Regions from separate parts of the Bombyx mori genome. Here region 2 is linked to region 1. The links are chromatin contacts, called in public Hi-C maps. All regions are on one chromosome and are shown on one strand. Each heading gives the region's core, a stretch centred on a gene start, on an enhancer-like site or on the middle of the called end of the contact. The rest is flanking DNA. Distances are from core to core; before and after follow the strand shown. Region 1 has its middle 69 kb from the start of LOC101739459. Region 2 has its middle 23 kb from the start of LOC101739600.

Region 1 (5,261 bases), core at 726-3,225:
ATTTCTTTTTTAATTGGCATCTAGAAGAAGAAGAAATTGGTAATTCATTAAAAAAAGACCTATTGATGAATCTTGGAAAAGGCAAATTCGTTACAATTCAAAGCCGTAATTGCAAATCCGTAACTGCAAATACCTTTAAAGCACATAATACATGTTGAAAAAAATTTATACAAAGAAAACCCTATTTTTTATTTACTGAGCATACCTAAAACAAATTCAACAGCATTTGACACGTTAGTTCAATGTATGTTCAGTGTAGAGGTGAAATTAAAACACAATTGTGAAGTAGCGCCATCTAGCGTCGAGTAGCAAAACAACTGAAAATTTGTTTTGGTGCTTGGTACAAGTTTAAGCAATTTTCATTTATAATCCCACAATATTGGCATTTAGTAAAATAAGTGAATGGTCACAGTAATTTAAAGAGAAGTTTCGTTACATAAGTAATGAAATGTAGGTATTAAATTTAAGCCAGAGTGAAATTATAAGCTCCATTTTACATTGATCTATATAATAAAGTCGATGACAAACAGATACCGCTTATTTTCAAAAATGTTTTTCATGTTGTGCAATTAAGTCTTCCAGTTCTAAATAAAATATTATATGAATTTAAAAAAGCTAATTTAATATTAAAAAATAAAGTCACGAACTATAGATAGATTCTTATAAGAAAATATATAAATTTAATCTCATTATTTCATGGTTGGTTTGAAGAATAAGATTTTGTTGTATCGATTTATTGCAGTTGGTTTCGTAGTGGTTCGCTAGATGGCGTTAAAATTTTAGTATTTGAGTAACCATTTGTGATTTTACATTGACAATACTCCACTCACTAATTGTCAAAAATTGAAATGTAACAACCATAAATAAAAATACATTGTATTTTCTCCACACAAAGCTACCAGAATTAGTTTATATTTAATAAAATTTAACAACTTTACTAAGTAAGAACTCACATTTTTTGTTTGACCAAAGCGTTTAGTCGATGACACTGACTGTTCGATACTTCACCTTGTATATCTTCACGCTTTAGAAGAAGCTGACAAATACGTCAAATTTTAGGTATCCTACGAACGATACTAAATGTATGCGCTGAATCTATTAGGCTATATGTCAGCAGTCGACTCAACTCTTTCTATCCATATTGCGTAGTCTGACGAAATTTACTCAATGTACAAAATCAGACTGCCTTTATATTTACATCGCTTATTTTGTACTTACATGATGTTTTTTCCCCTACCTAACCACTGGTAGCCTTAAGGGTTCAGCCTGAGAGAAATCTCTTACACCAGCTCTAGCAGGAGCAGTGCCTCCCTGAATCCACCACCAGATCGGGATCGGTGAGAACTTCAGTGGATTGTATCTGTGGGCTTGCGACTTGACGCGATCCACTGCGACTTATTAGTTTATTGACGTGTGTCGCCATCTGCCTTCTGATGAAGGCGACGCCATTTGATTTCTAAGATGTGTACTTATAAATTAAATTTAACTGGATGTATTAGTAAAGAATTAATGCGTTACGTTTTATTTATCTCAATTCAAATAAAGTTATATAAAGTAGTACATAATTCGAGAGGAACACAAATTCCAATTAGAAACTCCTTTTCGTCCATGTTTTAGATTCATTATTAAAATGTATTCATTCAGTAACATCACATACTTAACAGTTATCATAAACATACATAAATAACATACTAAACAGTTATCAAAGCGAATGAGAAATCAAATATCAATATTAATACTCCAACTCATTTAAGATGAATGTATAATCTGTGGTGTTTTTATTTAAAAAAATCAAATTGGCTTAAATGTCTCGTTACCAGGGCATAAAAACTTCAAAAAAACATAATTTGATTTAATTTCAAAATTAAATGTTTAATTTTTAAAATTAGAACGATCTAGCTTCGAATAAGAATAGTCAGTGGGAGTCAATAATCAAAGCGCTCAGTCAACCGAATCCCCATAGTACGGTATAGTTGACTGACCAATGGACAGTGAGTGGCACGTGTGACCACGCCTACAGCTTGGACCGTGGTCACGTCGAATGTTAATCCGAGATTTGTTTAAATTTCGATCGCGTTCTTATTTTGAATTTTTTAAACTTTTGTTATTGATTTAATTTGAACAATCAATTTTTTTTTGGAGGAAATACAATAAAATCTATTCGAATTTCAAATTTGTTTCACATTTTTTTTTTTTTAAATGAAAATTATTTTGTTATTGCACTTTTGATACTGAGCTATTATGTTTTTCTGAACATTATATGAGTGAAGTATGCTCACGAGTACTCACGGTTAGCGTTTGCTGCCACAATGTACGCCGCTTGCTAGTTCTCGTATGATAGCACATTGCAAAAAAATAATTAAAAAAATTATTACTGAACGAAATTGACCGTTATTTATGTCCATATGGATATTAATGTTACCATTATAATGTTTGACCATCTGCCTATATTTGACAATGCATATTTTTTTGCGAATGCATTTCGCATTTCCGAAAAGGGGTACTGAAAAAACTGGTTCTTGATTGAAGCATTCTCTATACAGTTTAATAATAGAGATGTTCTAAACTTATTTAAGTAAATAGTTGTTTGCATATTTTTTTTGGCATTTTGCCATAATTCTTACTGGTGGTAGGACCTCTTTTTGAGTCCGCGTGGGTAGGTACCCTGCCTATTTCTGCCGTGAAGCAGTAATGCGTTTCGGTTTGAAGGGTGGGGCAGCCGTTATAACTATACTGAGATCTTAGAACATATATCTCAAGGTGGGTGGCGCATTTACGTTGTAGATGTCTATGGGCTCCTGTAACCACTAAACACCAGGTGGGCCGTGAGCTCGTCCACCCATCTAAGTAATAAAAAAAAAAAGACTTACATATATTACATATATTAACAGAATATTAGTAGTTTTGGATATTACCTATTATTATTATTTTTTAGCATGGTTGGCTCCTGGGATACCTGGTGTTAAGTGGTTAGCGAAGTCCATAGAAATCTACAAGTTGAATGCCGCCACCTACCTCGAGACATGAGTTCTGCGGTCCCAATTCTTTATAGTACAACGGCTGGTAATAATATAAATTGACAGTAGTACTGGCTGTTAATAAAACTTCAGGTGAGATAATGACGTAGGCGTCATACGATGTAGAGCTGCATTTAGTCGTGTGCAAGTACTTGAATACTTGTAGAAGTACAACTTCAAGTGCAAGTGCAAGTACAAGTACACGTGCAAGTGCAAGTGCAAGTGCAAGTTATTACGACGAAGAGTTAGACGAGCGAACTAACCCACAGACACAGCTCACTGAGTTTCTCGCCGGATCTTCTCAGAGGGTTGCGATTCCGATTCGGTGGTAGATTATGCGAAGCACTGCTCTTGCTAGGGCTAGTGTTAGCAAATTCTCTCAGGTTGAGCCCGTGAGCTCACCTACCCGTCCGGGCGTAGTTGGAATAGTCCCTTGGGCTACCATCGAATAGGTAGAGAAAATAGTACAAGTATACTACTATACTACATTTGCAAGTAACGAAAAGAGTAGTTTTTTTACCTATGCTGGTAGCCTTGAGAGGCTATTTCAGCGTTACCCTAAGATGTAGGTGATCTCACGGGGCTCCAACCCAAACTAGAGGTCCAATCTGGTGTTAGGACCTCTTGTGAGTCCGCGCAGGTAGGTACCACCGCCCTGCCTATTTCTGCCGTGAAGCAGTAATGCGTTTCGGTTTAAAGGGTGGGGCAGCCATCGTAACTATACTGAGACCTTAGAACTTATATCTCAAGGTGGGTGGCTCATTTTCGTTGTAGATATATATATGGGTTCCAGTAACCACTTAACACCAGGTGGGCTGTGAGCTCGTCCACCCAACTAAGCAATAAAAAAAAAAATCACAATCACTAGGTACATCAAAACTAATAAGTCATCACACAACCAAAATGATTAGTGACATGTTTGTTACCTAAACGATATTTTTATTTATCACGAAAATACATTTTTCACCCCATAGATAGGTACTTGCTTGGGGTTTTAACAGAGAAACGTTGAAACGGGTCAGCGAGGTCACTCGGAGGGTTGTAATAAAGGGTTAAAACTGCCCTAATAACTGTCCGCTAGGGTTCCATTCAATGTGTTATGTACTTTCGTAGCTATTTTTTTTAAACGTCCATAGCGTTTATCAACTCTCCATCGGGTAAGCCGTACGCTAGTTTGCATACAAAGACAGGAAAAAATTAATTAAGTCTATTTAAGCGGGAAAAAGGTAGGTTTTTTTTTAATTGCTTATATGGAACCCATAGACATCTACAACGTAAATGCGCCACCCACCTTGAGATATAAGTTCTAAGGTCTCAAGTATAGTTACAACGGCTGCCCCACCCTTCAAACCGAAACGCATTACTCCTTCACGGGAGAAATAGGCAGGGTGGTGGTACCTATCCGCGCGGACTCACAAGAGATCCTACCACCAGTGATATCACAAGAGGTCTACCACCAGTAAGTTTCTGCATTAGTTTTGTACTTTATTACTATTTAAGCTCAATGCTTTAAGCTTAATGTCGGTTCTGGATAACACTCTAGATTTATTCCAAGGTACACTTATTATAAGTTAATAAAAAAAAGTATCTATGAAATGTATTTACTCTATTGGTTTTTTAAATCAGTAATTTAGTTAAAAAAATATTTAAAATGTAGGTAATTTTAAAATAGAAAGTCTGTGTCTAAGATGCTAAAAGAGACAAAACTTTACACTAACAACAATGGCACTTAAAGTCTCCAAACATCAAACACCACGTCTTAAACATTCAAAATCTTCATTTAAAGACCACTTTGCTGAATGTAATCAAAGCAATAGCCAGAATAGGTGTGCATAGTTACAATATAACTAACGGATCCTGGTCTCCGTACCAGTAACTCGATCAACCAACTAAACAGCCAACGGGAGGTCTAAATTAAACGGCCGAGTTGTTACTCGACAATTCGAATCAGAATTCAAAACCGCGTCTCTCTTAATCCGTGTTGGGGTTCACAATAAAAGGTAATACATTTCGACTTTTCTCTTTGTTTTGGGATTCTCGATCTTATTGTCTGCTCGATTATACCTAAAACACCTCGACGGGGTCAAAAATAAGATTATCCGAGCGAAAGTAGAAGGTGAAAGGGAGACATTTCGTTTTTAAGGCTCGACATACAGCTGCCAGATTAATTCTTGTTTTATATTTAATTTATAGGGAGTTGTAATGTATTCTTATAATATATTTTCAGTGAAGTAACTTTAAACT
Region 2 (5,261 bases), core at 1,357-3,856, 280 kb before region 1:
TGGGTCGTATGCTCGTCTGCCTACAAAGGCAAAAAAAACTAGCCTACTGTCATTGGTGGTTTTAAAAAGTTTTCGTAACTTCACATCTTCTGAAGAAAAATTTTAGCTGTTATGAATCGTCGTGATTTTGCAAGGTCATCTTTTTGTACGCACCGCCAATACGTTAATGACAAAGCATATCCCTGTTTAGTCTTTCAGCGTATTTTTCCCGGCAGACGGCGGCGTCTCGACGTCGGAGAAAAAAATAATTAAAACGACCGCCGACGAAAGCGAAAGCGCGCCGTCTGCTCCGTAATTAGTACAATGGTGTTTCCCGACTTTGAACTTGCCGATACGATTTTTGTTCATCTCACTCTAATGAACTTACGAGATTTTTGAAGCGAGGTATGGGTTTGTTTTAGAACTAGGCGTGTTTTACAGATTTTTGGAACGAAGTTCCTTATGGGACGATGCGGAGGGGTACCCTAACCGCCAAAAAACGTCCGTAACGTAAGATTTTTATTATTTATGTATAGTCTTAGTATGGTGGCTATGCAGTGTTTAATGTATAGTCAACGTGATGACAGTTATTATTATTATTCATCTAAATAGCTGTTTCTTTGTATATTATTATTATATAATATATTTTTCATTGTGAATAAAATAAAGTTGATAACTTTGTAAAGTAGATTTTTTTTATCAATAAAAAAATCATAGTAAAAAACGTATACCCGAATAATTATTTTCTTTATACCTCGAATAGAACTTAAAATTAATATTTTTATAATAAGGAGCTTCGTTCCTATCCGGTGTCCCACGACACCACACATCTTTGTTTATATTTTTTATTGCTTAGATGGGTGGACGAGCTCACAGCCTACCTGGTGTTAAGTGGTTACTGGAGCCCATAGACATCTACAACGCAAATGCGCCACCCACCTTGAGATATAAGTTCTAAGGCCTTAGTACAGTTACAACGGCTGCCCCGCCCTTCAAATCGAAACGCATTACTGCTTCACGGCAGATACAGACAGGGTGGTGGTACCTACTCGTGCGGACTCACAAGAGGTCCTACCACCAGTGTGAAAACAGTGTTAAACAGATGAATGACTGTCAAACTACAGTAGTATATACTGCGCATTGACTAACTGATTGTGTTTTTGTTAGTGGCAAGTTCTCTGATATGTGTACGTCACAATGGTAAAGTTGGCGCTAAGTTTGAGTCGTGTTAAGCTCTGGCAACATCAAAAGGGCAGTGACCCCGTCCACCCACGTGGCTCAATAAAAAAAGAGTCACTAATTTTGCCTTAGAACGTGTTGTCTATTTCGATCCCGGGTAATGCTGACTGCCAAACTTGATTCTTTTAATAACCACTTTTGTTAATAGGTTCATTAGCATTTATTTTATGAAAATCACTGGACACTAAAAAAAGGCGATTTAAAAATCAGTGAAGATTTCGTGTAGGTACGTACTGAATATAATTCTAATTTAGTATTACCGTAAGGTTACCTTAATAAAATTCACGTTTTACTTATCCTCTCATATTACCAATTCAATTTCCCACAAATCCGAAGTTTTGCGTGCTCTGTCCTCAAAATAATGTACATATCAAAAATGTACGAGATTGGTTTGAAGCCTAATAACGTTTTCATTTCGTTGTAATCCCGAAGATAATCACGCGAGACTTTTTTCTTTTGAGTAAAACGTAGGAGGCAAACTATATAACAATTTTATTATATTATCTCCGTCATTCTAGAAGCATATCATTTTGGAATAGTTAATACTGTAATTCTGGTGTAACGATAGTAATAACAATATTTGTTTTGCCGTTTTAAATTTGTAAACGGGCTAAATATTTCCCCTTTTAAAAATATCTATTATTTGTTCTTCGGTTTTGCTCTATTGATTTGAAATTTGTTTTATATCGGAAATCAAAAGTGGGATTTATTTTAATAAATACAGGGAAGCTATATTTATGTTCTTTGTTATTCTAGAAATTTCTAATTAACAAAAGAGTGAAACAGAATCTCTCTCTATTGTTTCATGTTCTAACTCGGGGTTGCACAAAAGTTTGAGCGTTGTTAACAGAAGCAGGCAAAGCTTGTCATTGGGTTGTCAGCCCGACTTGCTAACTGCATCTCTACTCAAACTGACGCAATGTGACGTCCCTAATGTTGCCTTATTTTAATTGAAAATTGTAGTATGACAATATATAATCTGTGGATTTAAAATAATTATGGACGAGGCTTAACAACCAGTTGCTGCTACCTTAGTCGTAGTGAAAGTTCGCTTAAGATTTAATATAAACAACATAAATCAATGTAATAATATTCCAACATCTAAGTATGAGAATAGGCCACACGTACACAAACACTCACACATTCATGCGTGACGTAAATTTCGTTACGTTCGCCATAGGGTTGCCGAAACTACCCCCCCGCACTCCGCCGCATCAATCTTCACCCCCGCGCCACCTACGGCCGTATAATACAATAATATATGTCTAACTTTCGGACCTGCCCTGTAGGTAAAACTATCCTTTTTGCGTAAACAAAATACGGGTAAGTCAGAGCGAGACAACGTGATGTGGGGGTGTCCTAAAGGGTGTAGGGAGTATGTTGGGGTGCTATTGAAATTGAAGCGGGGTTTAGGCGCGGATGACGCCTGGTTGTAGAATGGATGGAAATTTCCTCAATTTAGCGTTTTCGCCAACAAAGGATGATGTTTAATTTTTGGTTTTTGCCCCGAATTATGGGTTGCTGCTGTTTGGTGCGCTAGATATAAATTACAATAGGGCAGCCTGTTGCTTCCAGACAAAAACTCTGACACGTAAATAATGTTACGAAATTTAGAATTTTAGTGGCGTTTAGGATCCTGGAAATTCTTTTGTATCGAAATATTTGATATACCTTGATGACCTAATTGTTTCCTATTTTTTTGTTTGATTTTGAATATTATGTAATGTGAGACTAATTTGATGCAGTACTAACTCATGGCTGAACTAGGGGCAATTCCAAATTTCATCCAAATCTATCCCGCGGTAATAAAGTTAAATGTACCATGTATAGTCATTTTACAAAACATTGTTTTACAAGTCCTTGATGTCTCACGGTGGTCGCCATCATTCACTCTACAGTGTCTCTGAGCTGTACCGCTTACCAAAAAGTACGCGTGAGATCATCCACCCATCTAATATAAAAATAGCTTAAGAACTAAAAACAAACACGCTGAAATAAGTAAAAAATAAAAATTAAATAGATAAAAAAATATATCGAAACATCTTGATAAACCTGATCAAAATATTAGGACATATTATTAAAAAAATGTTGTATTGTCATCCATCGGTCCCCGATAGGTGCGCAATTTTTTAAGTTAATCTAATATTTTAAAGAAAGATTCATTTAGATAGATAGTGAAACAAATAGGTACAGTGTGAATCAAAGTGTGTTAAAAAATGGAAACTAAAATTCTCATGTTACAAAAAATCAATTTTATATGTACATTACTTGTCATGATAGATTTATTTGGAATATTTAACGACTACCCACTAAATTGTTAATTATTGAAAATAGTCCGTTTAACACACAAATGATGCAGGTGTCTTCAAACATATTTTTTGGTTTTACCTTAAAAGAAAACAAATCTACTAAAAGGGGAAAAAGAAAGAGAAATCTAGCTTTTTAAATTGCACCTAAAAATTTACAGACCTCGCACAAACGCCATTTCATGACTTATGACGTCATTTGGGGCCAAAATAATCCAAAAAATAATAACCACAGACCCAATAAGATTAGATTTGACGTCATTCTCTGTGCTTATTTTGATTTGGGTCTCCATAATTATAGAAACCAGTGAATCCACGTTTGGCTAAGATAATCTCTAATAGTATGAAAACATAATTATTGATACTTCTCGCGCGCCACCTATAGTAATCTGACTGCGGAAGGAAAACCTTAGAGTGTAAATTATTTAGGAACGCACACAAGACAAGCAAGCAAACAAATAAATAGATATAGATTTTAAGACATGACATATATAGGAGATAGAATTTGATTTGATAATGATTCATTTTAACTATTTCGCAGATTGTTTCATTATTGATGTCCGGTTGCGGCTGATGCTATACTAAATCTCGCGTAACCAGTAGGTACTCGGAATAGCGGCCTCGAGTAATCCCGTAGCAATTAATTAGCCCGCACCGAAACTTACGATTTCGATTTATATTCGGAACGGGTGCCGCCCGCACCTATTTGTGTGAACGCGACTTTATCTTTGTTTAGAGAACGACTGTCGCAGACTGGAGAATTAGATGCCTTATTATTAACCGTTGTTTTTGTATTTGAAAGTATATAGTCAGTTTAAAAAAAAAAAGAGATAATAATAATATATAGAGGGAGACGGAGATAGTATTTTTAAATTAACGTTTATTTTTCAATTGAGTTTTATACTATTTCCGTTGTCTTCTTGTGTAGTTAAATTGCGTTTTAGTATTGACTATAGTATAATTTTATATTGTGTTGTTATGGGTTGCGTGTGACCTCTCTTTAATTATGCTTATAGTTGAGTCGACTATATGGTTCGCATATATTTATTTTGTTATGGCATTGCCACCGCACAACATTGTTGTACATTATAATTTATAAATTTCTATATATAAAAATGAATTGCTGTTCGTTAGTCTCGCTAAAACTCGAGAACGGCTAAACCGATTTGGCTAATTTTTGTCTTGAATTATTTGTGGAAGTCCAGAGAAGGTTTAAAAGGTAGATAAATATGAAAATGCTCGGAATTAAATAAAAATAACAATTTTCCCTTTGATTTCCCTCCCGTCGGACGGATTCCTTTTGTTTGTTTTAAGTTTATTTTATACAAAAGTTTAGGTTTTTTGTTTATCGATTGAGGCCCTAAAAAGTTTGCCGGGTCAGCTAGTAAGGTAATAATTATTTAATTAAGTTTTCGAGATTATTCACTGTCCTTGATAATGTTTTTTTTTAAGCATTCTTTTCGTTTGTATCATAATATCATATCGTAACTAGTTAGTTGTGGGGCATGTTTTATGATACCAGACTGGTACTAGAATGCTTATTTTTTTCTGTAGCTTCTGTTGTTCTGTTGCTATTGAGATTTCAGTCTCGTGTACTTGCCAACATTTTTTGACTCTAGCAATTTTGAATACCAGGATGGCCCCATAGTCTGCCCAACGACACCGTTAATAACTGACTCATGTAAATAGATATATTTACCGTATATATATTGTTTCCGGAATCAAAAATAGTAATTA

What was found. A called contact is a pair of places that touch in the nucleus more often than the background predicts.
Region 2: a contact with region 1 is called in a Hi-C map of posterior silk gland, with 2.6 times the contacts expected there. The contact joins two enhancer-like sites. A contact is called at or near these places in 3 of 7 Hi-C or Micro-C datasets (middle silk gland, posterior silk gland and whole pupa).

What each region holds. Positions count from the first base shown.
Region 1 is chr18:4,974,140-4,979,400 of ASM3026992v2, reverse strand. No RefSeq gene overlaps it. Among protein-coding and RNA genes, the nearest start is that of LOC101739459, 69 kb to the left of the region's middle. Within about 2 kb of position 1,975, at least 7 of the 8 cell types and tissues checked have open chromatin away from gene starts, as enhancers often do.
Region 2 is chr18:5,255,891-5,261,151 of ASM3026992v2, reverse strand. No RefSeq gene overlaps it. Among protein-coding and RNA genes, the nearest start is that of LOC101739600, 23 kb to the right of the region's middle. Within about 2 kb of position 2,606, at least 2 of the 8 cell types and tissues checked have open chromatin away from gene starts, as enhancers often do.